Regions from separate parts of the Sus scrofa genome. Here region 1 is linked to region 2. A link is a contact called in public Hi-C data. All regions are on one chromosome and are shown on one strand. Each heading gives the region's core, a stretch centred on a gene start, on an enhancer-like site or on the middle of the called end of the contact. The rest is flanking DNA. Distances are from core to core; before and after follow the strand shown.

What was found. A called contact is a pair of places that touch in the nucleus more often than the background predicts.
Region 1: a contact with region 2 is called in a Hi-C map of embryonic fibroblasts, with 3 times the contacts expected there. The contact joins two enhancer-like sites. A contact is called at or near these places in 3 of 47 Hi-C or Micro-C datasets (embryonic fibroblasts and fibroblasts).

What each region holds. Positions count from the first base shown.
Region 1 is chr16:39,101,167-39,104,924 of Sscrofa11.1, forward strand. The region is part of intron 3 of PDE4D (cAMP-specific 3',5'-cyclic phosphodiesterase 4D); the gene reads right to left. Among named protein-coding and RNA genes, the nearest start is that of MIR9800, 150 kb to the right of the region's middle. Within about 2 kb of position 1,560, at least 8 of the 83 cell types and tissues checked have an H3K27ac peak or open chromatin away from gene starts, as enhancers often do. A contact at or near this core is called in embryonic fibroblasts, where this site is marked.
Region 2 is chr16:38,788,396-38,792,270 of Sscrofa11.1, forward strand. The region is part of intron 5 of PDE4D (cAMP-specific 3',5'-cyclic phosphodiesterase 4D); the gene reads right to left. Among named protein-coding and RNA genes, the nearest start is that of MIR582, 210 kb to the left of the region's middle. Within about 2 kb of position 1,951, at least 2 of the 83 cell types and tissues checked have an H3K27ac peak or open chromatin away from gene starts, as enhancers often do. A contact at or near this core is called in embryonic fibroblasts, where this site is marked.

The DNA.
Region 1 (3,758 bases), core at 310-2,809, 310 kb after region 2:
CCCAGTTTCTCCAGAATTCTCCCGATTGACAACAGGGTAAAATAAAACACCTTTTCAATAGCCCATAAGGCCATGCATCAAGCAGCCACTCCTTCCCAGGCCAGCCTTATCTCCTGCCAGATTCCTCTTTACCCCCTCACATACTGACAACCAGCCCTCCCTATGCCTCTCTCATTTGCACACATTCCTCTATTTTCTGGCATCTACCTCTCCTTCTTGATTGCCTGAGAAGTGTCTGTGCAGCCTTCAGAGACTCCTCCAGAGAAATTAGGCACCACAGGACTTTATGCTCAACACTTTTAGAAAAATCACGTTAGCATATTATAATGTTTGTTTTCATGTTTCTCTTTCTACTGTAACAGAAATTCATTGAGAGTATGGGTAGTGAATTTTTCTTGGTTTCCCCAAGCCTATCAAAATACATAATACTTAAATGAACAGAATGGGAATTAAAACCTCCCTCAATCTATGAAATGTTGCAGAGGCTTAAATACATTTCCCTTCAGCTCCACCTCCTGGGAGAAATAAGATCAGAAATAAAATGTTTCCACTTGGAAAAGGCAGTACATACACATGAAAACTTTGTTAGTATCACATCTTAAATAGCTACAAGAAAGCCCTCCAAAAACAGCCAGCACTTCTATAAGTCATGTAAACCCAAGAAAACTTCAACTGTTTCCTCAAAACCCCTGCAACCTGGATTCTTCCCCATAACCCAAGTTGCCCTTCCATTCTCTCCCTCAAGTTCACAGAAAGGAGACAGTTTATTCCAGCAATCTCTCTCTTCTATTACCCTCAATGCTTCCCACCTCGTGTGCTCAAATAACTCATAGAATTATTTTTCAAACCAGATTTAAATGGAAGTAACTCACAGGTAATACCTGGGAGTAAGATGGTGAGCACAGGGAACTCTTAATAAACTTCATAAAAATGAATTTATTGCAACAATCAGACATCATTTTAGTAAGACTATTCTTTTCCATACCTGGATGAGAGCTAAAGCTTACCTGTTAGTGCACAAGTTCAAACTGGAAAGTATGAAATAATGATGTTAGCAGGGTTGCTACACTATCGAGTGTATTATGACTATATATTTTAACCATGGTTCATGGCCCTTCAGTAAATGAATAGAAGATTGCTTCCTTTATTGATCTGAAAGCCTTACTTAGAAGGGAGAAAATATCACATTCCAAACAGGAGTTGGACTTAGTCGAAGACATTTAGACCTCAAAGTCTTTCAGGAAGAAAGAAAACTTTTGAAGCAGAAGCTCTAAGCCCCAGAGATCCTGAAGACCAGGCAATACTTAAACTTCCATCCTTCGAAATGTACCAAGTGAGCAAGGCCATCACCTGAGGCAGTTATTACTGTCAAATATGTACTTTCTCTCTTTCATGCCACTGTCAGCCTGATCTCCTCTTTGCCAATACTGACCCAACATTGCTACAAGAAAAAAAAAGTCTTTGCTTCCAGATTTTAATTTCCAAGGAAGGCTAACTGCATTCCTTGGTCATAACTGATGGAAGAAGAATGGTGTGACTCAGTCCTTTGCAGTGGTTTCTATGACTCACCTGGTGACCAAGTCTGGAGCTGGCAGGATTTAACATTAGCCCTTTTAATCTCAGTTGGAAAGGCTATTTAAGGATGCCAGATTCTTGGTACACACACAAGAACATGCAAAGAAAAGAAAAACAAACAAGCAAACCAGAAAATCCTATCAGGCTACACAGATAAGGAATTTTAGAGCAGAGGTAAATGTTACTTGCAACTCTTCCAGTAAGTTATTCTTCCAGTCTCCAGTAAGCATATAATTTTCATTTCTTCTACAGGTTTTATGACCTCCAAGAAATTAATTTAATTACCCTTCACCCCAACCCTCAAGCAAATCATAATTGTGAAAGTTATTTGGGAAGCAATTATTTTTGTTTTGTATTAAACAAAGGGAATATAAGTTTCTTCAAAATACAGATTTTGCTAGTGATTCAAAATGTAATGTATAAAAGCCTTGTTTATGCTCTCATTTTTTAGGAATGTATCTTTTATCTAGTTCTTAAAGTGTGGTCCCTAGACAAACAACAGCAGCACATCACTAGGAACTTGTTAGAAATGACAGTTTGGGACCCCTTTCCAGATCTATGAAATCATAATCTCTGAGAAGTTGGGTGGGCCCAGCAATCTGTATCTTAACAAGTCCTCCAGGTGATTCTGATGCATGTTCAAGTCTGGGAATCACTAATAGCAAGATAAATATTTTATGGATGGAAGAATTGGAGAGAGAATAAATTGCTTAAGTATTTAACGCTATGAATACTCCCAGTGACAACAGTTCAAAAGCACCCATGCTGTTTATCTGTCATATTTATCAATTACCTAAATGCTATTGTTATAGCCGTAAGATATAAGGTTCCATGTTGAAGAACATTGGAATGAAAAGAGGTTGAACACTGCATTCCTAAAGCAATATATTTGGGGGATAAAGATATGGGAGATTCTGGGCTCCATGTTTTACCATAAGGATTATCTCCCTGAATTAGGAGGAAGAAATAAAGGCAGAGCTTTGTACTGATATATGTAATAGAGAGGTCCACTTTGGCTTTGAAAACCCATGAAAGTCACCTCCAAGTAAGAGCCTAGAATAGGCTCTTAGATATCTGCTTTTGCCAAGGCCAGCCATGAGCTCTCTTAGGCTCTAAGCCTGAGGGCAGGGGCAAAACCCTTTTGAGGTTCCTCTTACAGTTCATTTTCAGCACATAAGCAAAGTGTCTCTATCTTGTTCCAAGTACTTTCAAAGAGTTCTCTAAGACTTTCGACAACCAACTCTTGCAAATAAAGCATGTTTATTCCCTTTATAGCATACATCTATTAAGTGTCTGCCCAGCACCTCATCTCCCTTCTCTTGGCAGCGGTGTACTTACTTCTTTGTTGTAACTATTCCCTTCTTCATTTCATCCTGGGGTTAATAGCAATGGCTTTTCACTCTCCTTTGTTCACTTAGGCAAACAGATGACTTAAGACAAAGAGTCCTTTACTTTACTTGGGGGATTAGTTACTGAAGTAAACAGGATAAAGAAACTTTGCTTTTCTTTTGGAGATGCTCAGCTAGGGTGCTATAAGCCTGGAGCTGCCAGATGCCATGTTCGTTGCTACTAAATGTTCTCAATGAGAAAAAGGCCACCTCTGAGAGAAAAGCCAAGATAAGAGTGTCATAGTGGTGACTGGGCCCTTAAAGCCATACATAGCAACAATTTAGGCAGCATTTCTGATTCTAGGATGTACCCTCCTTCAAGATCACCTCTTCTTGGTTGAGCTACCTTAGTTTTCTGTCAGTTTCATCTGCAGGTCCTGACTAATATACCATATTATGAATGATAGAAAAGACTGAAAGGATTAAGTATAGTGCTCAAGGTACAAGCTCAGTAACTGGAAAAGACAGGACACCAAGCTCTTCATAGTCAACATCCATTATAATTTCACTATATTACAGCTAGTTATCATCTTTAAAAAGAAGCCTAAGTTCTACTGAAGTGAAGCATTATGTGGTGACTAGGTTTTCAAATCATATATTAAAACAAAACATAAAGAATGTGGACCATAAAAGAAAATAATGATAAATTGGATTTTGTTAAAATTAAGAACTGCTATTCACCAAAAGAAAGCGTTAAGTATATTCACATATTTGTCAGAATACATAAAAACAAAAATCAGCAACAAAAGGACAATTAATGGCTAAACTATTTGAATAGGATTTCATAACAGAGGT
Region 2 (3,875 bases), core at 701-3,200:
TTATATTTGTTTGAATCATGTTGACAAAAATGACGAATTTTAGGTAGTATATTAAATAGGTTAAATGATGTATAAACCATCAACACTAAAGTAAATTAAATAATGATGAAAACAAGTCACAAAATAAATAGCATTACAATTAGTATCTAATGCTTTTATTCTCATTTTTATTGGCTATCTTCTTAAATATAACTAACTCTTCCTAAAATCATAAATCTTGACACTCTGTGATGCTATTACCTTACTGACTTCTGATCCTACAGGCTTCTTTCCAGAAGTGACACTTACACTTACTTAACAAAGTGTCTTTTCATCAAGAGGGTGTGCCTCTTGTAATAAAATAGTAATTTAACTCTTGAACTAAAAAAGCATGCCTTGAAGATTCTCTAAATTGGAACTGTTTTCTGTTCTCTTTTGATAAGAAATTCTTAGCTTTATAAATTTGATAACTTTACCAGCTCTGAAGTTCATTGGTTTATATTTAATAAATCTTTAAAAGCAGGCAATGTGCAAGTACTGTGTTTGGATGTGGCTCCTTACTTTCACTGGGGGTGATGGTTTGGTGGAAGAGATTGGAGTTAATAAAACAATTATACAATTAAGCATGGAATTTAAAAATATGATGAATGCAATAAAAGAGAACTATAAGGTATGATGTGTTTAGGAGACCCGAGAAGTATTCACTGAGAAAGTGATGTTTGAGCTAAGATCTGAAGTATGAATAAGTATTAGCAAAGCTACAGGATATGGAGGAAGGGCATCTCAGGCAAAGGAAAGAATACATACAGAGGCCCTCATGTGGGAAGACACAGTCAGACACAGAGATTGGCTTAGTCTGTTGAAACCACAGAGAACTTTACTTTGCCACAAAATGTGGATCTACTGACTTATCAGCTATTCCAGTTAGTGTATATGGAAGCCTCCTAGCTGTTAGGTATGGGTTTCTTATACCCATAGTCTATATGAAGATAATCTTCATACTCCCTTTTACTTCTCAAAGAAGCTGCTAAGAACAGCATAGGTATTTCTCATTTTTTGATGATCTCTCTTCAGTATCTATAGTAGAAACCTGCATGATGAGTAGTTATATGATTTAAGAAGAGACTCCCGGCTACTGCTCATTAGACAATAACCTGATCCTCAATGCAACTGAAAGACCCCAAGTGACAGGAAATGATTCCGAGTGGTAGTAAAACAAAAATGGTTATAGAAGGCTCCAAATTTTTTCTTTATATTCTAATGACTTTACATGGCTTCCAGATGAGCTGTAAGCTTTACCTGCTGCTAGGTAAATAACAACAACAACAATAACTACAGGAGAACACACACAGTACTGCTGTGAATTTGTAGCCATCTCAATAGAGAAGGGGTGCGACTCTTTAACTACTTTCAGAGAGAAGGGTTACAAAGTAAATTATTCTAAAGCACCAACCTCATTTTGGGTAAGTAACTTCTACCATGAAACCGATCTATATTTAAGGGGATCAATTCATGTATTTATCAGGGTTGCATTTAGTAACTGACTCATCTTCGAAAATTCAACTGAAGTAGATACTCCATGAACATCTAAAGAAGTAGGTAATCATGCCAGAAAATTAGAGACCTGGACACCACGACTGAATTTTCTTACTCCTTTGCTTCCATTCTCATGTCACAAAGAAGTGGGACCCAGTTTGGGCTGAGGCGTCCCAGAATCCTGAGCCAACCTTGGGTTAGTCAAGTGGGTCTTGGTTGAGAGCTGAAGCTGCAGGGACCAACCAAGTCAAAAAGCAATATTTGAGGGAGAAATTGGAAAAAAAAATGCAAAAATGAATTCTCCCGAAAGACTAGGGAACAAACACCTTAGGCATCCACATCAAAATAAGATAACCCAATGAGAACAGAGGCTGAACATTGAACAGAGAAGATGGAGTCTAGAGGAATTCTCCCAGCTGGAGAATGCAGCTGCATTTAGCAGAGCACATACAGAGTTCAACACTAAAGTGGAAGCACTGGTAAGAATGCTAACTGGGGCTCCAGTGCTGATGGCTTTCCAATGACTGTCCTTCAGTATCAGGCCATCAATATGTAGTTTTATGATAGCCATAGTTAGAAAAAACATTCATAGTTATTTCATATTTATATAGCATAGGAAAATTATTAAAAACTTCCATACTGTATCACACAGTATCCTCTTTACAAGAAACCACAGGGAAATATTTCCTTTAATTTTCAGAGTTAACACTAATGCGTCATCCCTATCGACTCACTATTTTTTAACTCACTGGTACTGGGGATCTTGAACTGCTAGTGTTTCTTTCCTTGGATTTGCTGATTGGAAGCTCAGATCCAAATCTGTGACTCATTTCTAACAATTACTCAGGAATCAACGGCACGCATTTTTGCTCCCCTATGTTACATTATTTTCATACTCTTACACTCTCTTCTCTTTGACGGCCTGGTTTTAAGTTGCTATGGTAAGTTTTTTTTTATGACAATCATTTGCTTTTGGAGGAGGAAAGAAAAGTTGAATATACATAATATATGTTAACCTACACATGTGGGAAGTATTTGATTTTTTATGAAAGGAGAAACTATGTTTGGTTTATTATAAAAGCACTTCATGTTCATTTAAAAGGAAATCAAGAGAAAAGAATATAAAACATCAAAGAACTTGCTTCCCCATCCTCTCTTCTCATGCCCTTAGCAGTTAGTGACTTTTTTCTCCTAAGAGGAATATATATATGTGTGAATATGTGTATATGTATATACATACATATATATATATATATATATCCACTCATACCATAATATGTATACACACACATAACCTTATACACGTAAATGTAAGTATACATAAAACACACAAGTGGTACCATATTCTGTGATCTAGTCTCCAATTTGTTTTTTTACTTAATAACTCATAAGGTTTATAATTATATTTCAATACATGTAGATCTCTCATTTTCTTCATCTAGTTAGTCAGTCTTTTGCTGTAGATACAACACAAGTTCTTTTACCAATTTTTTTCTTTTGCTTTTTAGGGCTGCCCCCATGGCATATGAAGGTTTCCAGGCTAGGGGTCAAATTGGAGCTGTAGGTGCTGGCCTACACCACAGCCAAAGCAACATCAGATCCGAACCATGTCTGTAACCTACACTACAGCTCACAGCAACACCAGATCCTTAACCAAGTGACTGAGGCCAGGGATTGAACCTACATCCTGCTAGTCAGATTCATTTCCGCTGAGCCATGATGGGAACTCCTATTATACCAATTCTTTATTGAGAGATACTTGGGTGGTGTGTAGATGTTTACTCTTAAATGCAATGCTTCAATATAGTACTACTTTACTTTCTCGTTCAATTATATTCTTAGCACTGGTTCCCAAGCATGAAACCACTAGGTCAAAGTTAGGCACATTTAAAAAATTTGCTACATATTATTTGATTCCCCACCAAGGTTTTCCTAATTTATACTCTCCACTAATGTATATTAGAAAATGCATACTTCTCCATACCTTCAATTCCTTTGAATTATTCATCTTTTAATCTTTTTCCGAAATAGATGAAAAATTAAATAATGTAGATTTTCTTTTTATTTTTGTTTGGTCCCATGGTAGACAACTGTTTAAAATATATATTGTCATTAACTTTTCTTCCTTTTTGAGTTGACTCTTTATGTCCTTTGTCTGTTTTTAACATTTTTATTATTGATTTTAGATGTTTTTTAATATTGTGAAGTAGGGATATTTTTATTTCAATTAGTTAATAAACACCATATTTTAAGTAATTTATCCTGCCTTCACTGAGTTAGAATGCTGCCCTTACTAAGTCCTAAATTTTTGCATATACATAGGTCTCATGTTTGACCCTTTATTCAGTTCCATCAAACTA